Regions from separate parts of the Sus scrofa genome. Here regions 1 and 2 are each linked to region 3. The links are chromatin contacts, called in public HiChIP or PLAC-seq maps. All regions are on one chromosome and are shown on one strand. The core of a region is the stretch at or near the end of the contact, and the rest is flanking DNA. Distances in the headings are between cores, read along the strand shown. Region 1 holds the start of DCAF8 (DDB1 and CUL4 associated factor 8). Region 2 holds the start of ATP1A2 (ATPase Na+/K+ transporting subunit alpha 2). Region 3 holds the start of CASQ1 (calsequestrin 1).

The links. HiChIP or PLAC-seq counts read pairs in DNA pulled down with a chosen protein or histone mark.
Region 1: an H3K27ac HiChIP or PLAC-seq map of skeletal muscle shows a contact between it and region 3. The contact joins the promoter of DCAF8 here to the promoter of CASQ1 in region 3. A contact is called at or near these places in 1 of 5 promoter capture datasets (liver), 6 of 47 Hi-C or Micro-C datasets (heart right ventricle, liver and skeletal muscle) and 2 of 2 datasets of contacts at active chromatin or transcription factors (alveolar macrophages and skeletal muscle).
Region 2: a contact with region 3 is called in an H3K27ac HiChIP or PLAC-seq map of skeletal muscle. The contact joins the promoter of ATP1A2 here to the promoter of CASQ1 in region 3. A contact is called at or near these places in 2 of 47 Hi-C or Micro-C datasets (both in skeletal muscle) and 1 of 2 datasets of contacts at active chromatin or transcription factors (skeletal muscle).

What each region holds. Positions count from the first base shown.
Region 1 is chr4:90,213,492-90,217,000 of Sscrofa11.1, forward strand. DCAF8 (DDB1 and CUL4 associated factor 8) reads left to right here and starts at 1,427. Exons shown (of 13, transcript NM_001244434.1): 1 at 1,427-1,582.
Region 2 is chr4:90,369,204-90,372,420 of Sscrofa11.1, forward strand. It overlaps ATP1A2 (ATPase Na+/K+ transporting subunit alpha 2), which reads right to left and starts at 1,702. Exons shown (of 23, transcript NM_001171541.1): 1 at 1,681-1,702. The coding sequence starts at 1,692.
Region 3 is chr4:90,285,933-90,289,298 of Sscrofa11.1, forward strand. It overlaps CASQ1 (calsequestrin 1), which reads right to left and starts at 1,333. Exons shown (of 11, transcript NM_001243269.1): 1 at 1,033-1,333. The coding sequence starts at 1,311.

The sequences.
Region 1 (3,509 bases), core at 177-2,676, 72 kb before region 3:
GAGCTTATATTCTAATAGTACAGTTAGATTACAAATACATACTTATCAGAGTTCCTGCTGTGGTGCTACGGAAACAAATCTGACTAGTATCCATAAGGGTTCGGCTTTGATCCCTGGCCTTGCTCAGTGGGTCAGAGATCTGGCCTTGCAGTGAGCTGTAGTGTAGGTCGCAGACACAGCTTGGATCCCTCATTGCTGTGGCTATGGCTATGGTTGGCAGCTAAAGCTCTGAATCGACCCCAGCTTGGGCACCTCCATATGCCACAGATATGGTCCAAAAAAAAAAAAATCTCCCATAAAAATGTAATAATAGATTAAATGTTATGGTAAAAAAATTATGAAAAAGTACAGAGTTAGAGGACAGAGAAGGATGGTAGTGCAGGATACCATTTTAGTTGGAATAGTTAAAAGCTGATTGAGGAAGTAGCCTTTGGGTAGAGATGTAATTAAATGGACAGAATGAGTCTAGTAAAAAATACCGTAGATGAACATTCCAAGAAGAGGGAACAAGTACAAAAGCCCTCAGGCTGTCCATGCTTTGGTTGTAGTGACAAGAAGAAGACCAGTAAGGCTAGAGCAGAGCTAGGTAGTATGGGAGGAAATGAAATCGGAGAAATAAGTGCCATGTCGTGTAGGGCCTTCCTCGGAAAACCTCTTGATCATTTAGATTTTTAATGTACAATGAGAAGCTTTCGGAGGTTTTGAGCATAATACTATGACCTGGCTTACGTTTTAAAAGGTCACTCTGGGTCCTTTATTTAACTAGTAGGGCAATGATGGAAGTGGACAAACCAGCTAGGCATCTCTTGCAATAGTCTAAGTAATATATAATGACATAATAGGATGGTTAGCGGTAGAGGAGGTTACCAGGGGCCTCACACCCTAGCCTTCTGGGCAAAACGCCCCTGGCCCGGCAACTGGGAGTAACTTTTTCAGGGGCCTCCTGCATGCTTCCTTCAGATGTCAGACAAGCAGAGGGTACATCATCTGTCCCAGTCTTTGGAACCTTCGACACACTACCCCCCTTCAAAGAGCTTCTTGAATAGCTTAGCTGCACCTCAAGCTTCTAAATCCCTTCTTTAAAAATGGGTAAATGGAAGCTCGGGGCGGGGCGGGGGGGGGCGGTAAATGGGTCTCGAGGGTAAAGCAAGCACTTAAGATCCTCAAAGGAAATGGAGTTTTCAGAAGAAATCTGGAGAAAACTGCTTGTTCAGAAACAGGGCAAACATGAAGGTCGCCCAGGAGTTTGCCTGCAAACCCGTCAGAAATGAAGTTGATTTAAACCACAACTCTGAAAGGCCTTTAACTCTATTTAAGTATCACGAGGATCGTGAAGTCTTCCAAACAGTACAAAAACAACTTCGCCTTCTCAGTAATGCGCACGCGCCGCCCGCTCCGTTTTCCGTTGGGCTTAGGCCCGCCCCCTATGCGTCCTCGGTGGAGGGTTGGGAGCCGAGAGCTCGCGCGACCACTTTTCCCTCAGTCTTCTCCAGCACATCGTCGCAAACGGGGCCGGAAAGCGTGGCAGCGCAGGCGCAAGCGCAGAGAGCGGAGGCGGTGGTGGTGGCGGCCGCTGGCCAGTGTAAGATGGCGGCGGCGTTGGTGGCGGCAGTGGACGGGGCGGCTGGGCCTGGAACAGTCGGAGCAGCCGCTGGCAGAAGGATGACCCAAGACGGGAAGCGGGCTGCAGAGTCTCGCCGGCTCCCGTGCTTGTAACTGCCCCAGCCGGACACCCCCCCCCTTTGACCTACCCGGTCCGTGTCTCGTTCCGGCTTGGCCTGGCCCCCTCCCCCTTGCCCCGTTCCCCTTTAAGATAGGTTTGACTGCTTTCTCGAGCTCCCAGGGCTCAGGTCTGCTCCTTCTGACCCGAGTCACCGCCGGGAGGAGTGGCTGTCCTTTTCGCAGGTCAGCCCCACGGCTGCCCCCAGGAGCATGCCCCGCAATCCACGGGGACGTCTTGCCTTGTCGGGTGACCCATTTGTGTGCGCTTTTCCCCTTTAGATTGGGGGACGCGGCTTGCCCTGCGCTTCCCCGTCATCTCAGGGCCACCGCGCTGTGTGCCCCCTCCCCCATCCCGAGTTCTCGGGCCCAGCACCTTGTACGGAAGGCCGAGGTCCAAGAACCCTGGAGTCAGTTGTTGCCGTCTGTTCCTGTACCCTTGTAATGTAATTCCCTTCACCCCTAAATCTTTCAGGGCACCGTAGAACGGTCCCATTTGGTCCCTGTTAGTTGGAAAGCATCTAGTGGCTTGAATTTCTGACTCATATGATTGTTGCTGGAGTCTCTGTAAACAAACCGGCACTAGCGCTATCACGTTCTCTCCGGGATTTCCCCCTGCTCTGTGGCTTGTTGAGAGGTTTGGTTATGGGTTGGCGTTGAAAAGATTCAGGTTTTCCTTTTAAATGACTTACGTTTTAGTGGAGCTGGGAGATTACTTGCCTGGTTCATTTAATTTCTGTAACTACGTAAGTTACTTGTTCAGTAGTCATAAATTACCGTGCTTCTAAATAGTCCTGAGGAGGTCTAAAAAAGTACTAACATGTATTCATAAATATGTTTTTATTATGTTTAGTTGAAGAGGCACCCTTGCCATTTAAACTTTAACTTTTCTTAGTCCTTCAGTGAATCTACAGGCCTATTTTCTCAGGAGCTCAGCCTGGCCCTACTTCAGTGATAAAGGAGGAAAGGTGAGTAGGAGTTGAAGGCATTTAAATTCCTCAGTCCAAGACAGACCCTACCCTGGTGCCCAAGTGCTGACCACTAAAATTATAAAATTCCTACCACAATTTCCCAAGGAGTTAGGGTATTGTTCTTGGCTTTGTTCCAGCTCTGGTTAAATTACGTTTACAAGTTTAATTGGCTCTGGGCCTCTTGACTTGAAGTCCTAAACTATTGCTGTATATCTTCAAATGACTCCAGTTAAGCATAGAAATGAATGTGTCTCCCTCTTCATTCGTTTGCTTTGTGTTGCCTTTGTGCAGATCATGTTTCTTACACTATTAAAAGCTGGGCATTAGTTTACTGGAGTTCTGCTTAGCCTTTTGTCAATCAAGTCTTTTTCCCTTTCAGGGCTTTGGGTTGTCATTTCTTTCTGTTTAGAGGAGACTGTTTAGCTGCCTTTAACTAAAAGTTAGGGAGTGGTGCTTAAGTTCAGTCCACCTCAGAATTCCAGCTTTTCAGGACATAGTGATAAATTTTGGGTTTTTAAAAAAAAAAAAAAAAAGAGTGGTGCTCTTTTATATCTAATCTGAAGAATCCTTGTTGAACAGAATACTGCACGTCAGCATCATGGGCCGTTGCTAGAGAGGGAATTGGGACATAGTTGTAATTTATGTAAGGGTCTTGGATTTCTGGTAGCAGAGAATAGTGCTATGGTTGAGGTTCATAGGATGTGACAGAAGAGCTGAGTGGCTCTGGAAGGTAGGCCTGGCTGATTCTTAATATCTTTATTGTTTGTAGTAGGAAAAGGTTGAGTGTGACACTGGTGAGTTTTATTCCACACAGTGTTG
Region 2 (3,217 bases), core at 452-2,951, 84 kb after region 3:
CCTCTTTGGGAGTCTCCTGGGGGGTTGAACTCCAAGCGCCAACCCTAAGGGCACCCATACCCCGCAGCCTCTCAGTCTGAACAGAGGCAGTCCTGCTCCCTGACTTGCTACTGGGGGTGGACAGGTGGGAATGGGATTCAGGGAGGCTGGGGGAGAAGCATAGACCCCTGAAGAAGTCAAGGTCAAACTGCTTCTCCAGGACCCCTTGAGCTGAGTGCACCCTGTTCTAAGGTGGGGGAGAAGAGGGGTCAGAGGTCCATGCTTCAGTTGGGGGCTTCCTTTCCCCCGGGGGGAACAAGAGATGTCAAGGTGCCGCCGAAGATCCCAAGACAGTACATCTTCCCACTGTCGTGAGCTCTTCCTCTGTGAGGCCCACACCTCAGAGACAACTCTTCATAGACCCTCATGAGCCCCCCCCCACAGCGATGTCTCTGCTCACTCCTGCTCCAGGACCTGCGTGTTTGCAAATTTTTCTGCTGAGACACAAACACAGGTGCTCATCCGTGGATATCTGTATCAGTTCCAGCCTATGGAGAACACGTCACACACACACACACACACACACACACACACACACACACACCGGTTCTATTTATAGCTCCCACCCTAGCTCAGGAACCCTGGTGTCCAGGCTCAGAGTTTTCCCAGCTGCTAAACTCAGTGCGACACCATGTCCTTGCATGACCCCCTCCTGGGCCCAGAAACTCCGCCACAGCTCCCCACGGGCACCCTCTTTCCTCAGCACCCTCCCGGGGCTCCCTTCTGCCAGCATTCCACAAAAGGAAAGCCACCAGGCTTGGGATGTAAAGAGATTGGGTCCCTTTTCTCCATATGGAAATTTCATTTCCAAGAATTCCAAGCCTCAGCCCTGGCCACCCCCACCCTCTCCATCCCCGGTGGCTGTTAATCTTCCCCTTGGCATATCCCGAGCTGCAGAATGCCACAGGCTGGGGTGGACCGAGGGGGGTGCCTGCAGCTCTCACCAGCCTCTGGGAAAGTCCTCAAAGCGCATGGCCTGAAGCCCGAGCACAATGCTGCCGGGGACAGCGCCGGGTGGGTGGGTGGGGGTGTTGGACCAGGGGCTGGGGGCACATCGCTCTCTGCCTTTGCTCACTGCTCCCAGCTGTCCCTGGAACCCAGGGTCCCCCCTCTCTCCCAGAGCTGGTGTTTGGAAATGCTTGGTGACTCAGAAGCAGATGCCCCTTGGCCCTCTCTGCAACCACAAATTGGACCCCCATCCTCTCAGGCTGGGACTCCTGGAGGAATGGATACTTTCAGAGGGTGGCGAAGGCAGGGGGCATTCTCAGTACCAAATAACCTTCCGCTGGGAGGCCAGGAGATACGGTGAGAGAGGAGGGACCATGGGGGTTTGGTGGGGAGGAGATGAGGCAGGGGTGGAGGGAGGGCTGGAGGGGATGCTGGTGGGGGGTGGTGAGCTTCGGAGCTGGTCCTGGGGTCGGTGGTAAAGAACTCAGCACTCAGGGAGCGAGCAAGCAAGTGCCACTGTCCGTCTGTGCACATAGTCCTGGCTGGGAGACTCAATACTTCCAAGTTCAAAGCAGCCCACCGCTCCTCCCTCTGGGTCCCATCCCCACTTTGTCCTTCCTTCCAGCCTCCCTCATCATCCAGAGAGCCGCACAGCTCCCTCCAGAGCCAGCCCTGCTCTTTAGGGATACTCACCCCACGGCCCATCTTGGGGCAGAGTGGCTGCGGGACCTTGACTGGAGAGGTCACCAGGAGGATCCCGAGCTCACACCACCGGTCTGGGGCGCCAGAGACCCCGGCAGACAGACAGAGACAGTGAGCAACAGGGTAGCTTTAAATAGGTCCCTCTCCCCCTCTCCCCCGCCTTCCCTCCTCGGGAAAGAAACGTTTGTTGAAACAGGATCTCTGAGGACTCCTCCCCTCCCGCCCCTTAAGCAACTGGCCTGAGGAAGGTCCGTTTGTCCCACCGAGTGCTCCCCCTCCGCTCCCCTCACCCTCCAAGTCCTGGCCCATGGCAGCCACTACTGAGAGAGGGGAGATACGGTATGGGGTGGGGGATATGCCCCTTAGGGAGGGCAGAGGGGGAGCCCTGGGCAACAGCATCAGCATCCCAGAGAACAGAGGCCATGTGATCTGACCCTGCCTCTTGCTTTCCCGATGGGGAAGCTGAGGCCCGGAGAGACTGCACATGAACAAGATTTGAGCTGATAAAACAGAACTAGAACCTGGTCTCCTGCATCTACATCTAACTTCCCGGAGAAAGAAGCAAGAGACCGTTCTCTCCACTGTAAAGACTGTGGGAACCCTGAAGCCAGGAAGAGGTGGTGCTAGAACCCAGGGCGGCCCTTGTGTATGAGGCTTCTCGAGGTTGGCAGCCTGATGAGAGCCAAAGGCAGCTCCAGAAGCAGCATGGGAGTTCCCGTTGTGGCTCAGTGGATTAAGGACCCAACATGGTCTCTGTGAGGATGCGGGTTGGATCCCTGGCCTCACTCAGTGGGTTAAGGATCCGGCATTGCTGTGAATTGTGGTGTAGGTCACAGATGCCGCTCAGATCCGTGTTGCTGTGGCTGTGGTGTAGACCAGCAGCTGCAGCTCTGATTCAACTCCTGGCCTGGGAACTTCCATATGTTGTGGGTGTGGTCCTAAAAAGAAAAAAAAAAAAAAGAAGCAGCATGAAGTCTGCTAGATGGAGGGGAGAGAGTCTTCCCAAGCCCTCCAGATGTAGCCTTTGCAAAGTTTCAGAGTCAAGGCTCCCAAGACCTGGGAGATGGCTGGCAGAAGGGCAGGTGGGGCACAGAAGGGACTGCCCAAGTTTACCCTTGTAATTGGGGCGGGGGGAACACACACATTACCCTCTTAGACACTGTTGAGGAACTCTAGGCTGTCGATGGGTCGGTGGGGGAGAAGCCCAAAGACTGGCACTTACGGAGCTTCTAAGAGGCATATAGAGGTCAGTATCCTAACATGTACCAGAGCCAAGAACAACAAGAAGGGCAACTGCTTCCTTCAGGCAGGATGAAGGGTAGACAGACAAGAGCCCTCTCTGCACTGAAACATGGGAGTGGCATTCCCGTCGTGGCTCAGTGGTTAATAAATCCAACTAGGAACCATGAGGTTGCGGGTTCTATCCCTGGCCTCGCTCAGTGGGTTAAGGATCCGGTGTTGCTGTGAGCTGTGGTGTAGTTTGCAGATGCGGCTCAGATCCCACGTTGCTGTGGCTCTGGCGTAGGCC
Region 3 (3,366 bases), core at 83-2,582:
CACAACTCTCAGTTATCTTTTTTTTTTTTTTTTTTTTTTCTTTTTCTAGGGCTGCACCCATGGCATATAGAGGTTCCCAGGCTAGGGGTCTAATCAGAGCTGTTGCCACTGGCCTACTCCAAAGCTACAGCAATGCCAGATCCGAGCTGAGTCTGTGACCTACACCACAGCTCACGGCAATGCTGGATACTTAACCCACTGAACGAGGCCAGGGATCGAATCTGCCACCTCATGGTTCCTAGTCGAATTCCTTAACCACTGGAACTCCCTCCCAGTCATTTCTAAATGTGGGCTCTTTCCCCTTGTAACAATAGGCTCTCATAACTCAGTGCCCCAGGTCAGTTTGGGGGTGAGGAGAAAGTTCCCACAAAGACAGGTTGGGGAAGGCATTGTGGACCCTCCTCCAAGCAAGAATTTTCCAGTGGAGATGCCCAGCCCGATCCAATAGGGGCAGATGGGGCTGGTGAGGGAGGGGGAGGGAGGGGGAGACTAAGAGGCCAATGGGAGACACCGTGGTATCTACTAAGCCTTTGGCCATTAAACAAGTGACATGCAAGTTAAACGGCTGTAACATTGAAATTTATACTCAGTTCGGATCTCTTTGGTGTGTGGCCCTGAAAGTATATAGAGAGGGGGCACATCCTGGCTAGAAAGTAGATTTGGGGGGTGCACTGCAGTTCTTCTCATTTGCCTGAGGAAACTCTCTTTCCCTCCTTCCCCCCACTTCCAAGGTCACCCCAGTCCTAGGCAAACCCAGTACTGCCAGCCTCCTATGCAATGAGGAGAGGTCCCCCTGCACTTCCTCCTCCCCCTCAAAACTGCCCGATTCGGGCAGTACTTTTGAGTTCCTGAATCTCTGTTTCTCTTTCGGCTAAGGTCACATGCCCCTTGTGTCCTGTTGTTCAAGACAGGGTCCTGCAGCCCCGGCCCTCACCCCCAGATCCCACCTTCCAAGACCTACATGGAGTTGCAGGCTAGGGGTTGCAGAGAGGGGCTGGCGGGCTCCGCAGGCCTGCACACCCCGCCACTCACCTCCAGGATCAGCTCCTCCAACTCAAACTGTTTTTGTGAGGCCTTGTCGTCCTCGGGGGGTTCATGGTAGAGCAGTGCCAGCACCTCATACTTCTTGAACACATTCTTGTAGTTCTTTGCGTTGACGTTGACCACACGGTCCACACCATCATACTGGGGGAAGTCCAGCCCTTCCTCCCCGTGCACCCCTGACTTGGGTGTCCCTAGCACCAGCAGTAACAGCAGTGCCAGCCGCAGGCCGGGCACAGCTCTGGCCCCCATCCTGTCTGCAGCGCTCATGGAGGTAGAGGGGTCTGGGTCGGCTCTCCTGGTCCAGAAGAGGTTAGCTGGGGGAGGGAGGAGCCCCTGGGTCCCGAATCCTGAGTTGGGGGGGGTGTGGGGAACGGCCCAGAGCAGTGGACAGAGGACGCTGCTGGGTCCTGGAGAAATTGCCGACAGAGCCAAGAGAAAAAGGGTCAGGAGGAGGAATAGGAGCAGGGGCGGGGAGGGAACCGGAGCTGCCCCCGAGGTTGGCACCCCTCGGCCCCCACCTGGTCCCGTCTAAATATGTCTCCAGGATTGGCAGGAGAGACAGATAACCTTCTGCGGCCAGGCCGGCTCCGTGAGGGCCGGGATCCTCCTACCTCCAGCACCTCTCACCCGGGCTCTCAGAGCTTCCTTCCCCTCCCCCTCCCCCAATGCCCAGGGCTCCTCAGCCCCTGTCCCCACACTGGCCTAAGAGCTCATCGCCATATTAAGAAAGGAAAAAAGCTGGAGCTAAAAATAAGACCAGATGAGTCGGAGGTAAATGAAGCTGGGGCTGGGGGAGGGGAGGTTTGGGGTGATCAGAGAGAATTGCGGGAGGGCAGGGGTCCCCAGAGAGAGGGAAATGGGGCCCCGAGAGGAGGAGGTATTCTGGGCCAGAGGTTAAATCCGTAATAAATTCATCGAAGGGGGACAAATGCAGTCTTGACTCTAAATCCTCAAACCTGGGACTCTCTTCTAGGTCAAGTCTGTTTCTTTGATGCTGTGGAGGATGGGGGGCAGTGCAAATGCAATCCAGGCTGCAGGAAAGAGACCCCCTGCACTTCCCTTTAAAGAACCAAGACCAAGGATGAGGTCATTCTCTGAATAAAAGATGGAGCCGCGTCCAGGACCGGCGCCCTGGCTCAGCTCCAGCCCGTTTCCTTTGCTTCACTCAACGCTCCTCACTGGAGAACACAGGGGAAGGACGGGGCGTGGGGCGTGAAGTGCTGGCCGGCATCCAGCCTTGGAGATTCTGATCTGGGGCTTCTCTGCCCACAGGCCTGCGATGCAAAGGAGGAAAGTCATTCGGCGGCTGCCTCCTGCTCATACTCTCTACTCGGATCCTATGGGACTGGTTTTCTACGGCACGGTGGGAAGGAAGGATTCCCCAGGCTGAATGATTCCAGGAAGAGGGAATAGCGCCTATGCATTCCTATGTCTTTGACAAGATGAAAGGGACGAGGTATAAACAGCAGGGGAAAAGATCCAACACTGGGAAGATATGAAGAGGTGGGCCCGGTGCCCTGAGCTGGGGATGCTGATTAATTCTGTGCACTGATGGCCAAAGCAGAGCTGGTGGGGAAAGGCTCTCACGTCCTAGATCCTGCTTGGGGGTGAGGGCAGAGTGGATGAGTTCAGCTCTGGGTACCGTGAAGGGAGGACCCTCGTCATGGCCCTCCAGGGCCCTTACCATGCACGGGTAAGCTGAGCAGCGAGGGGACAGAGAGAGGCTAGGTCCAAGTCAGAAGCCCCCATCCCCACCCTGAGTAGCTCTGATGTTGGAGGGACAGGTGTGTATTCCGCACCATGAAGTGATGTTAGAGGAACAACTTTTCTGCACACCCGTGGGGCAGACCTTACGTGGCTAAGCGGGGAAGGCCAGCGAGAATCTCAAGAACGTGGCAGGAGTGGGTCCAAGAGCGACAGCTGTCACTGGAGCAGGAGAGGCCAGAGCGCGCCTAAGCAGGGCATGTTGGAGCTGGAGAGACCTCAGAAACCATCTCCTGGCCTCACAGGAGAGTGGCCAGCGTGCCCACAGCCGCACAGCCACAGCAGAGCCAACAGGAGAAACGACAGGCCCGCCCAGACGTCCGTGACCTAGATGACGTCCAGTGCTGACCGCCTGCTCTTTTCTGCTGCGCTCTGGGGCAGGGGGGACCGCTGGGACAGACACCAGACACGCTGGGACCCTGAGATTCGTTGCATCATGCCTCTGACCCTCCCTCCCCCCAGGGTGAGGTGGGACCAAGTGGTGGCCAGGCTGGCCATGCCCTTCCCCTTCTGCAGCTACCAGACTGTGTCATCCATCCCTCCCTCTCCTCCCCCCCC